Regions from separate parts of the Capra hircus genome. Here region 1 is linked to region 2. The links are chromatin contacts, called in public Hi-C maps. All regions are on one chromosome and are shown on one strand. The core of a region is the stretch at or near the end of the contact, and the rest is flanking DNA. Distances in the headings are between cores, read along the strand shown.

Region 1 (5,445 bases), core at 868-3,367, 110 kb after region 2:
TCCTAAATACCAATTTGCCATTGGGAAGCACTCATAATATTGCTCTAGAAGGGGACTAATTAGGCCTTTAAACTCCCCACCTCTCCCCCTCCAAGCTCCCTCAGAGCTGGGGGGCACAAGGACTTACTTTATGATTCCCCGAGGGGTCACAGCTTTCTCTGGCTGGGCAGGCAGCCAGACCACCTCCCCCACCTCAGCAGACCCGTTGCCTCTGTGCCTCCCCCGCCCTCTGTCACTCCCCCACTGGCCAGCTCTAATGAGGAGCCTCTTCCCCTCTCTGACCCCTCCCCCACCCTGCCAGCCAAAGTCCCAAGACTCCCAGAACCAACACACACGAGCTGCCAGCAACCCTAGCCATCAGGTCAACCTCCTTCTTCACTCTTATGGATAAACTCAGGCCCTGAGAGGGGAAAGGACTTGCTGAAATCACATGGCAAGTTGAGGGGACAAGGAGGGCAGAAATGTGAAATGAGGGGAGCAGATTGTCTCCTGGGTTCATGATAAAAAGTGATCTGTGTCTAGGACAGGACATAAAGTTTTCATATTGGAAGGGCTCTCAGAAGTCACCCCATCCAACCTCCACAGAGTTGTACTGATGGGGAAACTGAGACCCCAGAGGGAGAAGGGGCTGTCCCAAGGTCACACTGTGAGTTAGAGCCCAGGTCTGTTGTTCACCCCACCCCATATATCTGAAGATAATTCCCTGACTCCAAGATGCCTCATTTCCTGCCTTCACCTGTCTTACCTTCTCTGCCCCCTTGCCTGAAGGGAAAGTGGCAGAACCATGGGCTTCTGAGATTCGTTTCTCTCTCTGCCATCCAAGAAAACCTACAACCCTGTGCAGCCTAGAAAGTCTGACCAACTCAGTAAGAACAGAGTGTGGCCTGGTAATTAAGAGTTTAAGAGGCTGGTCCTCAATTCTGCCACCAACCGGCAGGGCTTGTCTCCTTCCCAGGCTTCAGGAACCCCCTCCACATCTTGCAGGAATTGCACTTGGGGATCCCCAGGTGCCATCTGGCTCTGACATACCAGCAGCCTGGGACCTGGCGTGGGTGAGGTTAATCCCAGATACCGCCCCGGGCCAGAAGCACACACCATCTCCCCCCAGTGCAGTGTCTGGCCTCTAAAACCCCCTCCATGCATGCAGATGCCCCTCCCTCTGAGCTGTGCCCCGGCCACCCCGCCCCCTCACCTTGCCCTTTGTCAATAAAGCTGGTGATGGTGTTGGCCAGGCCAGCCTCCAACTTCACGCTGCTGTTGCCTCCCTTTCTGTCAGCATCGGACAGCGTCCTGTACAGCGAGAGCATGTACTCGTGGGGCGTGATGGGGGGCGGGCGGAACGGCTCCTTGGGCTCACGCGGGGACCCAGGCTCCCTGGCCTTCTTCAGCAGGAAGGGACTGGGGACAGAGCCTGCCTTTGAGGGTGCCTTCCCCCCAGGAAGCTGTCCTTTTGGGGTCACCGTCCGCGTGGCCCCCTGCCTTGTCTGGGGAGGGTGTCCTGGCTTGGGTTCAGGGCCACCCGATCTGGAGGGCAGCTTTTTGGGTTCATCCTTCTTGGGCTGTGTCAGGCCTCCTGTCTGCCCAGTGCCCCCCTTGGCCCTGGCATTGGTGGCCCCCCCACCGTAGCTGTGACCCCCTGGCCTGAAGATGTTCTGGGCCAAAGGGGGTCTCTCCTTGGCTTCTGCTTTGGCCAGTCCTGGCCTGGCCCCCTGGGGTCTCTGGCCCAAGTCAGGGGCACCCAACACAGTGCAGATGAATTCCAGGTCCAGCCAAGCCAGGTGCCAAAGCAAGAGTGTGAGGAGTTTGGGGAGTCTCATCCTCTGGCCAGCCGCTGAATGATGCCCAAGAGAACAGCGGCAGCAGCGAAGGTGCCTCTGGTTTGGCAGGAAAAACCATGAAAGGAGCGGACCCTCAAAAGCAGCGGCAGCAGCAGTAGCAGCAGAAGGAAGGGCTTTCTCCTCAGTCTGAGACTCTTGAAGTCTGCCGGGTATGTGTTTGTATCCAGTCCCATAGTGGAAATGCTCTCCTATCCAGACGTGCACCGTCTCCAGTCAGCAGCTGAAAATAACTCGTTCTTGAAAGGAGAAAGCCGACCGCCCCCTTTCTCCTGCACAACTGACCGAGGGCCTGAAGGAGGCTTGTATAAGGCTCAGGGATTTTTCCAAGAAGGAAGAATGGCGTAATGCTGCTAACTTTTGAATCCTTTCCAGTGAAAATACACACACTCGCGCGCGCGCGCGCACACACACACACACACACACACACACAAGCCTGCAGGTGCTCAGAAAAATCTTTTACAAACCTGAACTCAGGAATTGGAAACGGAATTCCAACCCAAACCAATTTAATTACTCTCTGATGTCATGCTGTCTAAACTCATTTAAGTGTGATATATTTATGTGAAAAAAATCACCGCTGCCCTCTGAGGCCATGGCTCACGGGGGCTCTTGGCACAGAGCCCCGTGGGGGGATTCTAGAATGGAGCGGGGTGGTGGGGGGAGACTTTCAGTCCCATGGAGCAGACTCTGGGGTCTTCACCTCCACATCACGGCCCACCCCACCTTCCCAAGGAGAGATGCTAAGGAATAGATTCAAAGATCTTAAACCCCAGAGGCATGAGAGTGTGGGTTTTCAGTTAAGTCCTTGGGGTGTTTTTAAAGCAACCTTCACATCTAGTCTGGGACCTGTTCTGTTGTTGGTGTCGGGGGTGGGGGGGAGGGCAGCACAGATGGCAGAATTCACCCACAGTTTCTTTTATTTTAATAAACTTGTGGTGACCCAGAGCCAGAAAAATATCGGTACCCACTACACCCCTCCCCCAAATGCCACTGACTGAGCTCAGATGGTTTCTCCAGGCTTTGGGGGGCGCCCCCGAGCCCACTCCTTGGATGGAGACACGTCCAGAGTGTCTATACCTCACCGCCACCCCAGCAAAGACAGGCTCAGTTTTGTTGTGAGGGACTGGCTGAGTCCCAGATGTGGCAGCCCCAGCCTGGGGCAGCAGCGGCCCCTGCAGGAGGCAGGAAAAATGATTCCCACACAGTGCTTTTCTGGTATTAGTAGCTCTGGAAGAAGTCTGAACTCCAGCTGGCTCAAGCGGGGAAACTGTTCCCTTTACCTGGAACATCCTCCTTTTACTCCCACGACAGGAGGAACCTCTTATCCTGAGAGCTTCAGCTGAAAATTCACCTCCACCAGGAAGCCTTCCCAGATCCCTAAACAGAACCAATTACCCCTTTTTGAATATTTCACTGCAACAGACTGTGAGAGAAATAGAAGTGGCAGAAGCAGTCATCAGGTAGGCTTCCTTCTTTCTTTAATTTTTATTTTTAGCCCTGCCTTGTGGCATGTGGGATCTCTGTTCCCCCACCAGGAATCAAACCCGTGCCCCCAGCAGTGGAAGCGCAGTCTTAACCATTGGACCCCCAGAGAAGTCCCTTTATTTTATTTATTTTTTAGGCTTCTTTCTTAACCCTAGATTCTCTGAGCCTGCCTGATAGAGATCTGTTTGTACTCTGAGGTCACCAGATTGGTTTCCTAGCACACCTGGCACAGAATAGAAGCTCAGTACGCATTCCATGAATGAAGGAAGATAAAACTCATGGCTGGGGTGTCCAGGTGCCCAGCCAACGTTTTCACTGTTATATGTCCAGATCCTCACTGATCCTCAGAGCACAGCTACATAATTTGGCCTCTTGAAGCTTCATCTGGTGCTCCTAGGTCAGAAACCCCAGGAGAGCTCTACCTCCCCATCTCAAAGAATCAACGCACCGCCAGACACTCCTTTGCAGGAGCTTTAAGGAAGAGCTGAGACGGTCAAGTAAGTGGCAACCCGCTCCAGTATTCTTGCCTGGGAAATCCCATGGACAGAGGAGACTGGTGGGCTACAGTCTGTGGGGCTGCAAAGAGTCGGACACGACTGAGCATGCACACGTAAGCTCTAAGTTAAATACTGTAGGAAATGATTATTTCTTAAAATCTTATAAAATAAGAATTAAGGGTAATGATTCCATTCAGATAAAATTGAGTGATAAAAATTTTTGAAAAAAGGAAAAGCTGAGCGCTTCCCAGGTGGTTCAAATGGTAAAGAATCTGCCTGCCATGCAGGAGACCGGGGTCAGTTCCTGGGTCAGGAAGATCGCTTGGAGAAGGAAATGGCAACCCACTCCAGTATTCTTAACTGAAGAATTCCATGCACAGAGCTTGGCAGGCTACAGTCCAGGAGATTGGAAAGAGCTGGACACAACTAAGGAACTAACACTTTCACCTGAAGAAGAGCTGAATCCCTTCCTGTCCCTCCAGTCGCCCAACACTTGGCTTCCCTTTTGACTTGTCCCACTTAAGCCATCATCTCTGGCATTCCTTTCTGCTTTCCACCCCCACATCCTTGCAGTCCTTCACAACCTGTCCTTAGAGAATTCCCTTAGAACTGGCTTCCAGACTGCTCTCCCACCTCCCTCCCCAAAAACTGCCCATCAAAAAGTGCCAACTTGTTTGCCCTCTCCATGAAGCCTTCCCTCTTCCACCAGAAAATACACACTTCTGAATTGCCATCACACATTTTGTGCACCCTTTCCACTTTGGCACACAAAATTATCCAGCTCTGCCTCTAAACCACTCCCATCTCAGACACAGGTCATTTCTTCTACTCTGTGTCCTTTTTTCATATTTTAAAAATCATAGCCTAATTCCTTAGGGCAGTAATAATTTATTTACATACATGCCTACCCCATTAGATTATGACTAGATGACACCATATTTATCTTTCAATTATTCCCGGGCCTGGGTATAGGGCCCAGCACATGGCAGATTCTCAATGTGTCATGTGGATGAATGGATTTCTAACCAGCCCTTATATACCAAAGTCACAATTTTCTACTTTCAGGTATAGTTACTTTTAGACATATTGTGCTTTCCCTGCCAGACTCTTGAGTTCCCTAAAGGGAAGGATTCTGTCTCACCACTTATTAAGTACTTTGTAAGCTTGAGGGAGTGAATAAATGAAGGGATGAATAAAACAAACCATCAGGGCATCCCTGGGACTTCCCTGGCAGTCCAGTGGTTAAAATTCCATATTTCCCATGTAAGGGGTGCAGGTTTGATCCCTGGTCAGGGAATCCCACATACCATGCAGTGCAGCAAAAAAAAGAAAAAAAAAAAAAAGATGTCTCTAAATATGGCTTGATAAGGACTCAGGGCTCTGGAGATAAACACCAGAGGCCTGATTTTGAATTCTGCTTCTGGTTTATGGTTTAGCGCATTATGTGATCTCTGGAAGCCCCTAAACCTCTCTAAAACTCTGATCAGGGATCATGACAGTGCCTACCTCACAGGGTGTTTGTGGGGATTCAATTACATAAATTAAAAAAAGTGATTAGCCTGGTACCTAGAAAATCATAATAGCTGCTATTTGTTGAGCATGTGCTAGAGTAAACTAGACTCTGG
Region 2 (5,632 bases), core at 2,709-5,208:
TCACCTTAGGCCTCAGATCCAACTCCCTATCCCAAGAGACCCTCCACTCCTGCTGCTTCGTATTTAGCCTTCGGACCCTCGTGCTCACCCCGTCTGTCACGTATACCTCGGGCCTGGATCTCCAAATCTCCAGATATGCTCTGCTGTCTTCCAGGGCAAGAGATCAACCGACATTGTTATCTTCCCTAAAACCCTGGCTCAGATGGAAAGCATCTGTCTACAATGCGGGAGACCTGGGTTCAATACCTGGCTCGGGAAGATTCCCTGGAGAAGGAAGCGGCAACCCACTCCAGTACTCTTGCCTAGAAAATCCCATGGATGGAGGAGCTTGGTGCAGGCTACTGTCCATGGGGTCGCAAAGAGTCGGGCACGAATGAGCCACTTCACAACCCACTCTTCTTTTCAACTACTCCATTCTGTCCTTAATGCCACCACTTTGCCCATCTCCTGGGTAGAAACTCTCAATTTAATCTCTGGTTCTTGGGTGATCTACCAGACTAACTGGCATCACGGCCAGGACCAGCCTCCTGGTCTTCCCTGACTCACTCGCTCAGACTTAGTCCCTCCTTTTTCAGCCTTCCACAGCACTCTGTTCCTGCCTGCACACATCGAAGACTGACTTATTCCAGGGGAGCCTTGTGCCTGACGGGCTTCCTTGTCAAATCATAAGCTGGATCCTTGAGGGCAGGACTGGGTCTTAATAATTTCTGCGCTCTCAACAGGATGGCTGGCACAATAGGTGCTCAAAAGGTTTGCTGACAGAACTGGGTCCCCAACAAAGCTCACTGCTTGCCTAAGAGCTCCCTCACTGCTCTCCTATTGCCTTCTTCTCATCAGGGCACTAGGGGACTTCTTATGGGGGTACTGGTGTGGCAATCCCTTCCTTCAGGGCCCTCAGAGAGGTCCCAGCTGTGCCCTTGTTGTGGCCCCTGGCACAAGCCCACCGCAGCCAATGGAAAAGTTGGGCTGGTCTCAGAAAACATAGCATTTGCTTTGCCAATTGCTGCTCCTGTCTGAGGGCGGGTCCAGTCAACAGTGTGAGCCTCAGAGTTCTCTGTGGGTGGGGTCCTCTGGCCACACTGCCTTCTTCCCGGCTCTGGCAGATTTGAAGAACGGTCAAACAGAAGTCCTGGCTTCTGGGGTTCTCTACCCTTGGGTCTGAAGAGCCCTAGTATGTAATTTTTCCAGTGATCACCCAGCTGGGCCTGCTGGCCCTGTCTTCTCCTCGGGGCCAGAGCCTGGTCTTCCCTTTCCTGGCTGTTGGAGGCTTGCAGGCCATGGACACAGGTGAATAAGGGAATGACTGTGAGGTGAGGCCCCTTCAGGTCCAGGGGCCAGGCCCACAAAGCAAAGGTGTGACTCATGGGACAGGCTGAGCTGATGAGCTGTCTGGAGCAGCTGAGCCTCTAGTGGCCGCATGAATCACCCAGCTGTGCAGCCTGACTCACTGGGCGACCCTGGAAAAGCCTACATGTGCCTCTTGCCTGACACTCAGCTCCCTCGTCTCTAACATATGGATTTCTCAGCAATACAGAATTAGGGGGCAGAGAGAACAGGAGTGAACTCTCCCTGGACTCAAGGGAAACTATGTAGTTAAGCAGTCCTCACTCGAGAGCTCTCTCTTGGAAGCTTTGGGAGCCCTGGGCAGCCAGAGGAGTGAGGGATGAAGTGGGGGAACCCTGCTTGACGACAGGTGGCAGCACCCAGTGGGGAGAGGATCATGGGATGCTGTCTGGAGCCCAATTCTGCTAGAAGCCAGGGGTTCAAAGTGGGCCCAGGAGGACTGCTGGGACAGGGAAGCTGCTCTGCACCCCCGGCTGTGGCTTTACAAGCGGACTGTGTGCGCCCAGGATCCAGCATAGCCCTGGGCACACAGCAGACAGCAGAGTGTGTGGTGAATGAACACCTGCAGGTTTATGAAAGCAGCAGGCCACTCTGCCCTTGTTCTTCTTTTCCTACTCCCCGCCCCCTGACCTGGCTCATGACTGGATGCAAAGAAGGGGCTCTTTTTTTTTCTGGGGAGGGGGTCAGTGAAGTAGAAAAGGAGAGCCTTATTGCTTTGCCAGGCAAAGAGAGACACGTCAGGCTTCTGCCTCGAAAACCTGTGTCTCCCAGAAGACGCTCTTTGTCCGTGCCCGCTGCTGACATGATTTGGTCAGAATTCCCTCAGACTGGAGTCTGGGAACTCAACCTCTCATGACCCTCTGAAGTCCAGCACCCACAGACCTCAGGAAGGACCTGCTGTCCGGGAGACTCTGGAGGGGAGGGGAGGGGCTGCTCACCTGTTTCCTCACATACTCTACCAACAATTCAAGTTGCCGAGGGTCTTCGCATTTCTGGTTGAAGAAGGTTCTCCAGAGGGCGGCTGCCAGCCCGCGGTCATCTGAAAGGATTCCCTGGAACACACAGCACAACTGGTCTTTTGGGGTGAACGGCAGAGCCAGGAGTCAGAAGCTGGGGATATCGCAAACATGCGAGCAACCCTAGGATCGGCTCAGAGGAAACAGGGCAAGTGCGTGGCAGAGCTGGGAGGGGCCTGAGAGGGCACGTGGCCTCCCCCTTCATTCAATACAGAGGAAGAATGTGGGACCCAGAGGGGCCAAGCGGCTGGATAAAAAGGTGGAGGCAGAGACGGGGTCGTGTCTGATGGGCCCTCCTGGGCCACAGCTGCCTACAGCACTGCCAGGCCCAGCCAACACCCGCAAGGAGAGGTGGGAGCAGCAGCAGTTCCAGCGCCGTCCACAAGGAATGGATTCCCCGTATTGTGAGTGTACGCTTCCTCCTAAGAACAGAGTGTTACAGGTTTTCCTCTCCTGGTCCAAGGACACACATCTGCACAGCAACTAGGTCTTTGGGGACGGGAGCCCAGCACCTTGGCCTCCCTGTCACCCAGCTCTGGGGTGGCCCGGCCTCCTCCACAGCAGAGGAACAGGCTGTCCGGCAGGACTGCCACGGGCCACAGGGGAGTGCTCAGAACCTGTGTGTGCCGACCATCGGCTGTCCTGGCACAGCAGAGAGCACGCTGTTGGGAAGCCCAAATATCACAGAGGCCTGCATCATGGACTAGGGCCATGTTCTAGCTTGGAGCTCTGAGGAAGGAGAGGAGAGGGTCCTTCTTCCTGAGCAAGGGTGACTGAGGGACAGGCCCTGAGAAGTTGCTCTGTCCAGGTGCCAAGGCAGCATGTGGAACCAGAGGAAGTGCTGACTGGGCCTTGGAAGTCAGCTAGAAGGCCAGATCTTATCCTGGCCCTGTCAGTCCCCAGCTCAGAGATGGTGGGCAATTTATTAAACCCAAGTCTCAACCTTCCCATCTGTTAAACAGAGACTAAAATCCCTGCCCTCCTTATAGCACCTTTGAATTATAAGAGAGAACATAAAGGTGTTTTGTGCAGTGTGACACGAAGATTAGGCTTCGGCGTGCAGCTGTGAACAGAACTGAAGCAACAGTGGGATCTGGGGATCGGACAGCCCGAATTCAAATGGCAGCTCCGTCACTTGGCAGCTGTGTGCCCTTTGGAAAGCCACTAGCTCTTCCTGATCCCTGGTTTCTCATAACCTGAACGACCAAAATAACACCTGTGCCACAAATTAAGAGACAATGGTCATGAAAGGCTCTATAAGTGGTAAGGACATTACACAAAGAGCCAGGATCACTTATTCGATGTCCTGCTGTGGTCAGACCCCCGGGGCACTGTGGTACCTGAGGTTTGGCCTTAGGTCTGCTGCCAGAAGGGCCATGTCCAGTAGGGAGTACGGGCAGTTTGAAGGAAAGACTGTTCACCTGTCTCAAATGCCCCCTTGCTAAACACCCCTACAATTCCACAGCTTAAGAGACTGTCCTGGCACAATGGCTGAGTCGGGAAAACCAACTTCTTCCGGCAGATGGGGACAGGAGCCAAGAACAAGCTCGGGCACATCACCGTTCTCCAAGCTATTTGCTAACACAACAGCCTGCCTGTGTCTGAAGTGCCCTGGGCACATGCCGGAGTGCTGCTGGCAGCAACTCATGTGTGCTACACGAGAGGGAACAGGAGTGGGAGCGAGTATTATGAGGACTTAGAAAACGAGCCCAGAGCACAGGACAGCAAAAGCCCCCGGAGCCAGGGCCTGCCGCAGACAGCCTCGGCGATGGGCGAGATGGCTGGGAAGGGGCAAGTCTATAATCAACTAGGAGGAAAAGGATGACTCAGAACTCAGATTAACAATGATAGCAACGTGACTGGTCCAGACCGTCAAGAGTTTCTTGCCACACCTGGCTCTGATGACCAGGTGGAAACTGTTACCCTGGCTGGGAAGATAAGTGCACTCAGAGGTTCTCAAGCGAAGGTGGTTGATGTGAGGTCACGGGATGGCGCTGACCAGCTTGAGTCAGGACGTGGTGGCTGGCACAGAGCAGGAGCACAATACAAGCGGCTGAATAGCTCAGCGAGCCCCATTTCAGCCCTCTTCCCACCACAATGTTAGTAAGCTGAAGACAAATGGGAGACTGGTCTGAGGGAGGAAGCAGGAAAAAAATGGGTGCCTAGAAGGCAAAAATTAGTTTGCATAATAGTTTTCCCACAGTCTACTAGGATATCGACTTGTTTTCCCTCACGAAACAAAAAAAGCATCCTTCCAGAAATTGAGATGCCTAGGTCTAGAGGAACTGAGGGGAAGCCAACGGCCCTGGAGGACCCTGGAAGTAGGCTAGTGGCCCAGGGGCTGGGAGGAGCGGAGAATAGAATAGTATTTATTATTTACTGGGCACAGAGTTTCTATTTGGGAAGATCAGAGAAAGTTCTGGAGACGGCTGGTGGTCATGGCTGCTCAACGTGAATATACTCAACGCCACTAAAATGTACACTTTAAAATGGTAAATTTTATGTTATATAAATTTTGCAATAAAAAATGAGACAGATCTAAATGTCATTAGGTAGGACATCCAAGATATATTGCTCAGTTAAAAAAAGCAAGTTACAGAATGGTGAGCACAGTATAACTTTCATTTGCATAAAGAAAACAAATCCATAGGTGCTTGTGTATGTACAGGTAACATCTGTAAGGACACCCAATAAACTATTAACAAGGTTTTCCTCTGGGGCAGGGAGCTGGGCAGGCAAGAAAGGGGGCCTTCTATTTTCTATTTCAACCATTTAGGCACAGTTTCATGAATTTTCAAATGAGTGTGTACTGCTTTTATAACTGAAGCCCCCAAAAGTGTGTGACTTGTCCGGCAGACTGTGCTGCTGATATGGGCGTGCCTTCTTCTCTCTGGAGCATCTGGGGCTGAGATATTGACCCATCTGCCTGTGTCCCTTCATCCAGCACCCCACAGGCACTCAATAAATGCCGGCTAGTTGAATGATCTGACCATACTACGTAGTGCTTTCTTTCTCAAGTACTAGACAAACTTCTGGGCACATTCATTCTGGTTGCTGAGTCAATGAAGGTGAGGAAATAGTAAAATACGAAGTAACACAGTAAAATAATGGCAGGCAGTGACGACGGCCCCTGAAGCTTCTTTCAGAAGTTCTCATCAACAGCCTTTGTTGGGGGAGGCCACTGTTCTGTCTGAGGCTTGGTAAACCATCTTACCTCATCATATCCTAAGATTGCGGCATAGAAATTATTTGTCATAAGCATCATGTTCTTC

The links. A called contact is a pair of places that touch in the nucleus more often than the background predicts.
Region 1: a contact with region 2 is called in a Hi-C map of liver, with 4 times the contacts expected there. The contact joins the promoter of GDF5 here to the enhancer-like site in region 2. A contact is called at or near these places in 2 of 5 Hi-C or Micro-C datasets (blood and liver).

What each region holds. Positions count from the first base shown.
Region 1 is chr13:64,254,651-64,260,095 of ARS1.2, forward strand. It overlaps GDF5 (growth/differentiation factor 5), which reads right to left and starts at 2,118. Exons shown (of 2, transcript XM_018057760.1): 1 at 1,193-2,118. The coding sequence starts at 1,817.
Region 2 is chr13:64,146,818-64,152,449 of ARS1.2, forward strand. LOC102172278 (ubiquinol-cytochrome-c reductase complex assembly factor 1) reads right to left here. Exons shown (of 10, transcript XM_005688494.3): 8 at 5,575-5,632; 9 at 2,283-2,396. Among named protein-coding and RNA genes, the nearest start is that of FAM83C, 17 kb to the left of the region's middle. Within about 2 kb of position 3,959, at least 4 of the 5 cell types and tissues checked have an H3K27ac peak or open chromatin away from gene starts, as enhancers often do.